Regions from separate parts of the Mus musculus genome. Here regions 1 and 2 are each linked to region 3. Evidence: chromatin contacts called from public Hi-C and HiChIP or PLAC-seq data. All regions are on one chromosome and are shown on one strand. The core of a region is the stretch at or near the end of the contact, and the rest is flanking DNA. Distances in the headings are between cores, read along the strand shown.

What was found. A called contact is a pair of places that touch in the nucleus more often than the background predicts. HiChIP or PLAC-seq counts read pairs in DNA pulled down with a chosen protein or histone mark.
Region 1: an H3K4me3 HiChIP or PLAC-seq map of intestinal villus epithelium shows a contact between it and region 3, with 9 read pairs. The contact joins the enhancer-like site here to the promoter of 5430435K18Rik in region 3. A contact is called at or near these places in 3 of 39 promoter capture datasets (embryonic stem cells and liver), 1 of 15 datasets of contacts at CTCF or cohesin (the NIH/3T3 cell line), 10 of 484 Hi-C or Micro-C datasets (MC3T3-E1-derived osteoblasts, bone marrow-derived dendritic cells, brown adipocytes and 4 more), 9 of 115 datasets of contacts at active chromatin or transcription factors (embryonic fibroblasts, embryonic stem cells, fibro-adipogenic progenitors and 4 more) and 2 of 9 other capture datasets (adipose tissue and pancreatic islet).
Region 2: a contact with region 3 is called in a Hi-C map of adipose-derived mesenchymal stem cells, with 5 times the contacts expected there. The contact joins the promoter of 1700028E10Rik here to the promoter of 5430435K18Rik in region 3. A contact is called at or near these places in 5 of 39 promoter capture datasets (the SN4741 cell line, cranial neural crest, frontonasal cranial neural crest and 2 more), 1 of 15 datasets of contacts at CTCF or cohesin (the NIH/3T3 cell line), 27 of 484 Hi-C or Micro-C datasets (the C2C12 cell line, CD4 T cells, CD8 T cells and 15 more) and 8 of 115 datasets of contacts at active chromatin or transcription factors (the NIH/3T3 cell line, bone marrow-derived macrophages, embryonic fibroblasts and 5 more).

Annotation. Positions count from the first base shown.
Region 1 is chr5:151,173,946-151,177,762 of GRCm38.p6, forward strand. The region is part of intron 1 of Stard13 (StAR-related lipid transfer (START) domain containing 13); the gene reads right to left. Among named protein-coding and RNA genes, the nearest start is that of Stard13, 14 kb to the right of the region's middle. Within about 2 kb of position 2,261, at least 46 of the 459 cell types and tissues checked have an H3K27ac peak or open chromatin away from gene starts, as enhancers often do. A contact at or near this core is called in intestinal crypt epithelium, intestinal villus epithelium, kidney and 2 more, where this site is marked.
Region 2 is chr5:151,366,268-151,370,408 of GRCm38.p6, forward strand. It overlaps 1700028E10Rik (RIKEN cDNA 1700028E10 gene), which reads left to right and starts at 2,408. Exons shown (of 4, transcript NR_045700.1): 1 at 2,408-2,589. It also overlaps a transcript of Stard13 not described here.
Region 3 is chr5:151,251,055-151,255,036 of GRCm38.p6, forward strand. 5430435K18Rik (a long non-coding RNA gene) reads left to right here and starts at 1,569. Exons shown (of 2, transcript XR_868755.2): 1 at 1,569-1,602. It also overlaps a transcript of Stard13 not described here.

The DNA of each region.
Region 1 (3,817 bases), core at 1,011-3,510, 76 kb before region 3:
AACCAGTGCTGAAGTGGCACATTCTTTCCAGGTCCTTGGGGAGTTCTGTGAATCACTGGTTTTGGAATAGAAGCAAGCTTTGTGCTTAACCCAGGACAGCAGAGAATAGAGTCAAGCTCTCCAGTGATCCCTATAGCAGAGACCTACTGGAGAGCCAATCAAGAGTTGGAGTACCACACATTCATTTCAGTTAATTTTTCATTCATTTTCCCCCTCAGTAACACTGCTGATGGGCAAGAGCTGATCCTCCCATCTCATTATCAACCATCCCCCCCTCCCCAGACAGTGGTCTGGTGGGGAAGTGAAAGCACTTGGGACTCCCTACCTAGGACAGAGTATCCTAAAAGCCAGGCCTCCTGCCTCTTTGAGCTTGCCTCACTGGTGGGGTCTTTCCTCCTAAAACATAGCCTTCCTTCTCTAGGCTCACACCACTCCTGGGTTTTCTACCCTGCGGATGCCTCACCACAACAGGTAACTTGTATTTGGAAGACAGACATTCCTTAGTGCTGTCTGTTGTTTTAGAACCTTGACTAGCCTGGAACAATCTCAAAATGAATACAAGAGAGCACTCCTCAACTTAACCTTTTCTGCTTAAAAGAAAAAACAAAACAAACAACAACAAAAAACCCTCCCCTGAGAGCTCTGTGGCACAGCCAGCTTACCAGTCTCCTCATGTAAACAGCGGTGGTGCGGCAAGGGAGGAGGTCTGTTTATTATTTTTGATCCTGTTTTGCTTCTGGCAAAATTTCTCAAACAGTCTAAGTTGGCAGAGCACTGATTGCTTCTTCTGACGAGCTACTGTTCGGCAGCTACAACTGGGACCATTCTGGAATAAGGTCGGAGTTGTCCAATGTGCAGGGGGAAAACAATCCTCCACACAAGACTTCTTTCTGTAAATCAGGACCCTCTTATAAGTCACTCTTTCTCAGCATTATAGAGCCAGGGATTTTGAGGGCTGCTGTCCCCAGACCAGCACAGGCTCAATTCAAGTCCCATGTGATCAGCTCCTGTCTGAAAAGACCCACTGTGAAGGCACAGGAGTCTCAGCCTGGGAGCCCCTGGGGAAGTGTAGGGGAGGCTGGGCACTCCACCAGGCACTTTTTATGGAGAAAGGCAGCATTCTAAAAGGTAGAAAGTGGGAAGGTTAGGCCAAGGGTAGAGGAAATTTTTCTTTTCCCTCTTTTTGGGCCAGGGCCTACCTAACCACACTATCCAGCCTCTGGCAAGAAGTCCTGCTGTCCTGACATTTACTTTGGACGCAGAGTTCTTGATAAAGAGCAGCCAACTCTGGGAAGGCAGCGGGAGGGCAGAAAGAGGGTGTTAGTGTAGGGTGGTCACAAGCTGGTTGTAGCTGAATGATGTTCTCCAGCAATGGGGGGAGAGGGGAGGAGGGGCCAACTGTGTCTATAATGACAAAGAACAAACACTCAAACCATCTTTGGGTCCAAGTAAACAATGTCTACTTATAATTAGAAGGAGGATGGGGATTGGCAGTGGTGAGCAACATGGGCTCTTAGCTCACCCAGACTTGAGTTCAGAGTACAGTTCAAGCACTCACTGGCTGTGGGACATCAGGAAAGTTCATTTAACACCATAGAGCCTTCATTTATGCATCTAAGAAAAGGGAGGGGTGAGTGCAAGGTGTGAGGCTCAATCTTGCTTATTTTCCAAAAGGGTAAACTCAGGTCTTAATGAAAACACAATAGGAGAATCATTTCCAACCACACTGGACTCCTTGAAGACAGTTGGTAGATTAACCCTGGGAAGGCTCTAGAAGGTAGCTTCGAGACTACTGTTGCTAAGCTTAGAAATGAGAAGTACTCCAAAACTTAAGATGTATAATGGGAAATATAAAGACTAAATGGCTGACTCCAGTCTGAATGTTTCATCTTCGTGCATACAGATGTTAGCAAACTTTGCAGATCACTTGCCTGTCCACATGGCACCCTGAATATTTTTTTCTACAGCTATGACAGCATGGTAATGTGAAGCAGGGCTCCCCCCAAGGCTATGGGTCCACCTGCAAGGCTCAAGCAGACTGAAGAAGAGTGACTGTCAATGAGATGAAAGGACCTTGTCTACACCCTCTGTCGTTCTTGGCACTGATGAGCTTCAGTGTCCAGAGCAGGCTCTGAAAAGGTAACCAACAATACAATGACCAGAGCCACAGGAGAAAGGCTCACATGAAGGAAACAGAACCAGAGCAGCCTCGTGCAAACCATGGCTGGGAATCTGGAGGCAGGGGAGGAGGGAAATGTGGACTCTGAAACAACTTCTTGTCTTAGTTAGTTAATGTTTGACCACTGCAGGTGCCTGCTGCCAGGCGTCCTTATTCTGTCAGGTGAGTTTACATTAGCCCGCCACAGAACCAGTCATGGAAGTATGCTTTTCTGTGCCACAGGATTCCATTGCAAAGCAATGATTTGGGGGAAATGAGATTAGGAACGTTTAAACTTGTAACGGGCCAACAGTGCTCTTCTTACACACCACAGGCTAACAAGTTAAAAAAAAAAAAAAAAAGACCAGTGCCAGGAGCAAGATAGTTCTTTGGGGATTGTTGGTCAGTGATGTCCCTCTGTCCCACCAAGGCCATTGGTAACTCTCAAGATCTCAATGACATGATCCTGTTGCTGAAGACACCACACACTCAAGTTCTAGAACATGGATAAAACAAGCTGGTGCTGACCTGGAAGCTCCACTGTACTCCCTAGCTTTCAGAAACATTTTAGACTAGAAAGACTTATTCATGGTTTTTCATGTCTCACAAAAACAGACTGTAGGGAGCAAGGCTTCCTAATCAGTGACGGTGAAACCAATTCACACCTGGATGTATTCACACATGAATATATTTACACAGGTATGTCTTCAATGAGACAATGAGCTTAGAATTGTTCCCCCAACTGTCAAGCCACTAAGAGGATGCTGCATAGCCTTCTGGGTTCATTTCATGTCATACGTAAACGTCAAATATTACATCCTATAAAATAAGGGTTTTATAAGGCTCAAAATTAACATTATGTCATAATGAATGCAGAAGGCTGTATGTACTGATTTTCTGTCTTTAGGAATATCTATCTTGAGGGGATTAAAAGTATATATTTTCTATTTAAAAAAAAATCAATGAACCAGAAGCTTTCATACGTTGTATCTGTCAAAATGTCAATAAATTTACTTCTAAGAATAAATCTCAACAAATATCATATTCCTGTTTCTTTTTTCTTAGCTGAAGGATACAATAAATATAAAGAATATTCTCTAATTAATGGGGATGACAGTCTTAAGCGAAGAAAACTATTAAAATCTTTTAAAAACTTATTGGAATTAGCATGGAAAACAGAGCTCAGTTTTTAATTTGTCAACTGGGCATTAAGTCTCTTCTGGCTACACATTAAACAGGGGATCAATATCAAGGGTTTGGAAAGAACTGCAAAAACTAAACAGGAAAAAGCCCTAAACCATCCTCCAATCAATAGGTGAGCTGATGAACTGAAGAACAGGTCTTAAAAAGAGATACAAATGGCCAATAAATACTCAAAAAATATTCAATATCCTCAACCACCAGAGACACACAAACTAGAACTGCTTGGAGATCCCATCTAAGTCCAGCGAGGATGAATGGCTGTCGCCAATAAAACAAATGGCAGCAGATGCTTCTGGAACATGGGAAAAGGCAGATAGATGCATGCTTACCACTGGCAGGGACTCACCACCCATGCAGTCACTAGGTAAACCAGTCTAGAGAGCCTTCTGGAAACTACAAATAGAGGAGCCATGGTCTATTTCTTAATTAGTGATTAATGAGGGAGGGCCCTGACCA
Region 2 (4,141 bases), core at 1,158-3,657, 120 kb after region 3:
ATAGTTTTTGATAAAATGGACAAGTTAATTTAGGGCAAGTCACTTCCCCAATGCTTTTCATCCTAGCCCTTTAGGGTCATGTTTAGCATTTAACAGAGCCATGCATTGTCAAGGTTTATTGAATTAAAGTGTGAAGTGCAGAAAGCTGGAAATTATATGGGTTCTAGGAGACCACTGACATGAGGTCAAGTCAATCTCTCTTCAGATCTATCAGGGGTAGTCTCCACGTAATGAAGATTTTGAAAATCGAGTATAGCTTCCCTCGGGCATACGGTCTCAACCTTTTCCTATTTCTGACCTATTCTGAGTGACCTACAATGCTGCCCATATTTTCTACTTGGCCCTTACATAAATGTAACATGGCACCATTCAAATGAAAATAGTGAGACAGGGTAAGCAGATTCTCCTTGGGTGCCAGAGTAGCATGTTATTGTAGAGTTAAGCAGGAGTCTGACTCGCAGGAAAAAAAGGACAGGAGGATGAGAATGAGTATGATGATGATGATGATGGTAAGGAGGAGGAGGAGGAGGAAGATACAGGCATAGAAAATGAAGGCAGAGTTACCAGGTTCTCATTTGCCTACAGCAGATCATCCACTTTTCTCCACTCATGATGCCACACCTGTGCAATTTCTACCTTAACGTTTCTACTCCATTAGCTCACTTTAAAGAGCATTTAAAAAAAAATAGCATCATGCAGACACACCAAGGCTGATATGTGTATAAACTCACAGAGACTGTGACAACACACACATTACCTACAGAGTCAAAGCAGAAAAGAGTGCTCATCTTAAAGGGAATAAAAGATAGTCTATTTAGGATCCATTTTTAGTGACCATGGCCCAGGAACACAAATTTTATGCTCCTACATGGAAGCAGTTTTAGTTTTACAGAACAGAGAAAATAATGAATCGAGACATGTAAAACACATCTGTGGGAATACCATAAAGGCAATTCAGGAAGATGGGGCAGGTTTTCTTACAGGTCTCATCTGATGACTTTCTTGTTTTTTAGGTTGGTAGAAGCTAGTATCAGCCAACAGATTTCATTCTTTTTAAAAATCTCTCATGGGATTTTAGTTCTGACACAAAGCTGACTAAGGAATGGCAGTTGGAGTACATAGGAGACTAAAACTAGACTAAGATAAGGTAGTTAAACTCTGGACCTGCAACATTCCAATTTTGCTACAGCACTAAAATTCTAATCAGTCTCTGCCACACCCGGCCCCCCACCCCCAGGAGTTTTCATTCACAACAGGTTCAAGCAAGGGGGAAAAAAAAAAAAACAGTACAAACTAGGGGTTAGAGATTACAAAGTTCCATTCCTAACCAAAAGGCATGTACAACTGATAACTGATAATACTGGGAAAGGTAAAATCAATTTTCCCCTATGGAGTATCAACCACACTTCTGGGAAGGCCCCATGCCCAGAAGTAACTGGCCAACACAAAATTGTGTGTTTGTGAGTGTGTGTGCGAGCGTGCATGTTTTGTTACTTTTTTATGTTTGACTTTATTTAAATCTTTGACAGCAAGGACCTCTGAAATTCCTAAAAGCATCTACCAAAAGCTGAAGACATTCCTGGGAAACTCGGGAGCTTTGGGAAACTGTCTTTCAGCCGAAAGTGTTATGTATATTTAAAGGTGGACACTAATACTTTCTGCAATACAAGTTCATAGTCCTCACGATACAACTAAAATAAAAACAAAGCCCATGTACCAGGGTAAAGTACTGTCCAGCTACTTAAAAATGGGTTTGGATCAGACACAGCCAACGTGGGAAAGGGGCGGAGTTTTCCCCTGGCAGCGTTCAAACCCTCAACAAACGGTTCTGTGCAAAGCCACACCGCAGAATGCAGAGTGCCAATATCCTGACAAAAATAAAGGGTAAAGCTCAAATTAAGCGCTTTAAAAGTCCGTAATATAAGCCTTTCCAAATCCTTAGATGCCATTAGCTGTCACGGGTAGCCTCGAGTGGGTAACGATGCAAGGACTGACACTGGCTGGGAATCAATGGCGAGAAAGCAGCTCGAGACTACCTTGTACATCGCTAACGTTCCAGAGATTTCCAGAAACTGAATTTACAGCCAGAAACCAACTCCTGTGAGAGGGAAGCAACAAAACAGACAAAAACCTGCTAAGACACCAGTTTAATGTCCGCCCGGCGAGGCCTGCAAGCGATCAAAGATGGAGAAATCAGCACATGCCTCCCGCAACAACGCCCTCCTAGTACGCAAGCGCTCGCGCGCCCGCGCGGAGGCCCCGCCCCTCGCGTGCACGCCCAGACCAGGCGCGCGCAGCGGAAGTTACCGCCTCCAAGGCCCCTCCTGGCTCTTCCGCCACGAGGCCCCGCGTTCGCAGTCCGGTTCCGGTTGTAGCTCCGCCCCCGCGCGGGAACACGCTAGAAGGCTGGATATCCGGGCCAGGAGGCTCGCGGAGCCCTCACTTCCGGTGGTGTCTCAGCCCAGCTCCCTTGAGGCGCAGGTTCTGGCTCTCGGTGCGGTAGCGCCATCTGGCGCCGAGTGTTCCCCGGACTGCGGAGGGGCGCGCTTCCTCCCTTCAGAACATTCCAGAGACACCGCGGCGGCCGGGGTAGGCTTTATGCGCTCCGCCAGAAGGGCGGGACCCAAGACTCCTCCTCCACCGAGTTCCCGCGCGGGAAGGGTTTTGCGGTTACCCTGAGCGGAAATGGTTGGAGTCTGGAGCGGGAACGGACCTCACGCGGGAGGAAACCGGCCTTTTCCCGTCTTTTCAAGTCCTGGCGACACAGTTCCTGCCCCACTGGCTCTCCTTTTTTGTTTCCTCCTTTCTGGGCACTGTGCTTCGGTTCTTCACTCGGCGTGGACCGAGGTCCTCCATGTCCCGCTTTGCAGAGAGGAGGCTTTACTTTGTAGCCTTTCGTTAGCCTGTGTTGGAGAAAAGCTTTTGCTCCATTACGTCTGTTAAGCTGGGGTGTTGCGAAAACGAGCAGTATCGGGGATTAAACATTAGAAGAATGATAATAGGTTTTTAAAACAAGACAGTCTCACCAGGTTCATCTCAGAACTGTGAAATTAACGCTGTGGCTGTTATGCCGTATTTCCTTTAGATAAGGGAAAACGAGTTTCCACCAGAGCTAGAAAGTGAACATAACTTTCCTCTTAAAAGAATTCATGTTTAAAAAAGTCCAGATGTAATACACTTGGAGCACTGTTAGCTATTGTGAGTTATTGTGTATCAAGATGCACAGTGCGAGCCAGTGAGATGTCCCTTAGAAGTCAGAGATCTGCGGTCACTTGTCTCTGGACCTTTCTCCCCCACTACAGCAGTATTTTCCCTACCTGTGCATGCATTTGAGTTCAGAAGGCTTTTAAGAGGCCAGTTCACTAGAGTTTAGAACTGGGAGAGGTGATATGGAAGGAGAGCTAGGTGACTAAGGCCCACAGTTGGAATAGTTTAAAGAGTTCAGGAGAGCTCTTCGCTGTTATTGCTGTTTTGACACATTAACCCGACAGATTAGTAGCCTTTCTAGCAGGTGCCAAGGGAGCAAACTAAGCGCTAAAACCATAAAGTTTGTACAGTCACACATTCGGGAAGCAAGTTCATATAATATACTCTGTTGTAGAGGGTGCTGTAACACCAGGTATACAAAATTTCTCAATTATGTCATCTCTGTTCTTCAGAGTTTCTTGAAAATAGTAACTCAAAAAATCACTTCAACAGACATTTAAATTTTTACACCCAGGAAGGTAACATTTTAAAAATCCCTTTCCTTTTGTAACTTCTTTATAGTTTCTTCTTTTCACTAAGTCATTGCCCTTTACCCCTACTGTGTCATTTAAAATGTACAGAATGCTTTAATGCTTTCTGTTTGTGTGTGTGCGCGTGTATGTGCGCGCGCGTAAATAAGTTTTTGTATTCTGAGTTTGACAATGGCATTTGACCCTAACCATCAGTAAAATGCATTGCTCTCTGTAACCATTCCCTTTGTCCCCAATAGAAATACAGATATTCCTAGATAGGCTTGTCGTGTTCATAGCTATGTTGCTCCTAAAAGTGATTTTCTAGTACTAAAAAGGTTAGATTGTTTACTGAAGTGTGAGTGAGTACTATAAAGACTGTATTACCTTTAATTACAAGTTAGTGTATCTAACTGTGAAGATAA
Region 3 (3,982 bases), core at 319-2,818:
TCTTTTTCACTGCAAAATTTGAAGTGAAGAGAATGCCAACATTTGGAAGAGAAACAAAATGTCACTTCCATCATCATACTTGATTTATGGAACTATTGATGTGAAAAGAAACTAAACACTAATAGTAAAAGAGCATTTGAAGTTTCAAAAAGAAGGTAAGGTGCGTGCATCTGTTGGTCTTGAGCTTTTGATTGGTTGTATATTGAATATAAAAGGTGGCAGTTGTTTCTGAGACTGGGCCTTTTGTTTTACGTTTCTTTGAGCTTTAACTGGAATTTGAATGGAGATAAAGTCTTTACGACTACAACATCTCAATTTTTAGCTTGGAAATAGAAAATATCAGTATGTACAAATTTAAATTGAAATTGGGACCTCCACCGTGAAAATATATTTGAAACCATACAAGTTCTGTCATGTTTCTCATTGCAAAGGAAGAAAACACTGAGTGATAGTGAGTTTGATGGGCTGACCTGACATTATGTAGCTTTCCAGGGGTAGCCAAGGGTAAGAACTCAGGGATCAGGGACCGCTCTACTGCAGCATCTGTTGTGCCATTGAAAGCTGTCTTCTTCCAAGTGCCTTTTTAATTTTACTATAAACTCATCAGATAAGTGACCCAAAACAAAGGTTAGTTTGCGATACAAAGGTTAGCGATTCTGCAGCAGCTTAGTTGGAGGTGAGTCGGGTGAGGCAGCGTGAAGCATTAGATAAGAACAAGAAGGAACACTTGACAGTTTAGTGTGTCTGAAAGGCCACAAAGAGTTCATTCCAAGTGGATCACTCATCAGAAGTCAGAGTCTGAGTCAAGAGGGACTCATGGCAAAAAAGCTAGATATGACTGTGGTTAATGTTCCCACATACACCCTTCAAGTACGCCTACGTATGTGCATGAATGAACCATTATTAATTCCCGTCTGTATTAACCCGATGGAAATTCTGTTGGTGAACTACAGTCATGAAGTAGTAATGTTTTGCACTAAAATTTCTATTTGACTCATTCTTTTGAACTGTTTTACAATTCAGAATAAAATTGACATCAGGAAGGCAATTTCAAGCGCCTTCCAAATGACTTTCTCTTGTCTGAATGTCTATTGTTAAAAAATATATATATATATATAGCATAAACAGACCCTTTGTTAGGACACTGCGGCAATGGCTCAACAGAGTTTTAATGTAATCCTTTCAAATGGCACCATCTAGGGTGATCAGAGTTTCCATTACGCTCTGTGTACAGAGGACACCGTGACAGCAGAGTACAACCCATATGACTCCGTGACCTGATGGTAACTTGTGGGAGAAAACCATAGAACTAAAAATAAGTCAGAGCGCTGAAGGGGGTAGAAACAAAAAGACTGCAAAGGCAAGCTTCTGGTGCTTTCCTGGACCATCCAATAGCCAGACGACACGATTCAGAAACTGCGAAAACCCACAAGCTCTTCCTTGTTAAAGCCTCACAGCTATGGGCTCACTGATGTCTCTAGCGGCAGAGACCAGCAGGTCCCAGCAGGACCCAGCAGGACCCAGCAGGACCCAGCAGGACCCAGCAGGACCCAGCAGGACCCAGCAGGACCCAGCAGGACCCAGCAGGACCCAGCGCTCAGGGTACATCATGCATCCTTATAAACACCCTTCCCGAGTCTTCCTTCAGACTCGCTTTCTTTCATCTTTTGACCATGGAACAGCTCCTAGCTAAATTCAGCAATGGAAATGTTCGTATGCTTGCCCCATAAGTAATTTTTTTCATCTCTTTCTTGCTGGAAAACAGGAATATCCAAAGGCTCTTTGTAGAAGAGTCGTGATTCAAAACCCAAGGACAATGGCAAGCGGTTGTCAGTACACATGTTTGCAGTTTCCTTTGTCTCCCCTGACAAAACTTGAGCGGGAGGGGGGGGGGCGGGGGGTGTGATCCGTTATATTTGGACTTCTTCAGTTCTGGACTTGATAGCTGACAACTTCAAAGCGAACTTATTTTATATTTTGTCAGACTTTGTCATCAGCTTAAGCACAGCGATGCATCATTATTTTTGAATTAGATTAAAAATATAAATATTGGGCTGGAGAGTTGGCTCAGTAATTAGGGCTGTGTACTGTTCTTTCAGAGAATCCAAGTTCAGTTCCCAGATGCCACATTGGGTGGTTCAAAACCACCTGCAACTCCAGCTCCAGGTAGATCTATGCCCTCTTCTGGTCTTGGTGGGCACTGTTGCATACACTCACACATCTCTCATATCCACATATACATAATTAAAATAAAATCATATAAAGGTGGAGAGAGTCCAAAGAGCATTGCAAATTTCTATGTTAGAAAATTCCTGTGTTAGCAGTTATAAAATAAACTGCTTATTCTATCAAAGGTTACCATTAGAACTATGCAGAACCCTACACAGTGCCAGGAAATGTCTGTAAAGTATGTCTGACACATGAAGAACCCCTTCAATTCAACAACAAAATCATCCCCCTAAACAAAAGATTTAATAAACATTCATGTAGAACAGTGGTTCTGAACCTTTCTAAATCTGCACCCCTTTAATACAGTTCCTCATGTTGTAGTGACCTCTAACCACAAAATTATTTTTATTGCTGCTTTATAACTGTAATTTTGCTACTGTCATAAATCATAATATAAATATTTGATATGTGACCGCTGTGAAAGAGCTGCTTTACCCCCAAGGGTCTCAGCCAGAAGGTCGAGAGATACAGATCTAGAGAGATGTAAATGGCCAACAAGTACACAAAAAGATGCTTATTGCTAAGATTAAGATTATTATCGCTACAAAAATTCAGGTAAAACCCATAATGGCCTCATGCACTCAACTACTATTATTAAAATCAGAAGATGGTAAGTGTTGGTGAGGGTGTGATAAAGCTGGAATTCTATGCATGCATAGTGAGAGTATAAAATGGTTTAGTCACTATGAAAGGCAGTAAAGACCTCCTCCCCAAAAGTAGATTCACAACACATATGATGTAGCAACTCTAGTCCTGGGCATGTACATTAACTAACTCTGCTATGGCAGCGTTTATGTAATCAGAGGATGTCACAATGAGCTGGGGGAAGGTTTGGTTCCACTTCATTTGAACACCATTTATTGGCATTTAGTGCCATGTTCTCTGCTAAGGGCCAAGAATGGAAAAGGAATACAATAAGCTCCTTATACTCAAGGACATAATTCCTTTTTTTAAAAAAATATTTTTATATTATGTATTTTCCTCAATTACATTTCCAATGCTATCCCAAAAGTCCCCCATACCCTTCCCCCCCCCCACTCCCCTACCCACCCATTCCCACTTTTTGGCCCTGGCGTTCCCCTCTACTGGGGCATATAAAGTTTGCATGTCCAATGGGCCTCTCTTTCCAGTGATGGCTGACTAGGCCATCTTTTGATACATATGCAGCTAGGGCCAAGAGCTCCGGGGTACTGGTTAGTTCATAATGTTGTTGCACCTACGGGGTTGCAGATCTCTTTAGCTCCTTGGATACTTTCTCTAGCTCCTCCATTGGGGGCCCTGTGCTCCATCCATAAGTGTGAGCATCCACTTATGTGTTTGCTAGGCCCCGGCATAGCCTCACAAGAGACAGCTATATCAGGGTCCTTTCAGCAAAATCTTGCTAGTGTATGCAATGGTGTCATCGTTTGGAGGCTAATTATGGGATGGATCCCTGGATATGGCAGTCTCTAGATGGTCCATCCTTTTGTCTCAGCTCCAAACTTTGTCTCTGCAACTACTTTCATGGGTGATTGTTTCCAATTCTAAGAAGGGGCAAAGTGTCCACACTTTGGTCTTCGTTATTCTTCAGTTTCATGTGTTTTGCAAATTGTATCTTATATCTCAGGTATACTAAGTTTCTGGGCCAATATCCACTTATCAGTGAGTACATATCATTTGAGTTCTTTTGTGATTGTGTTACCTCACTCAGGATGATGCCCTCCAGGTCCAACCATTTGCCTAGAAATTTCATAAATTCATTCCTTTTAATAGC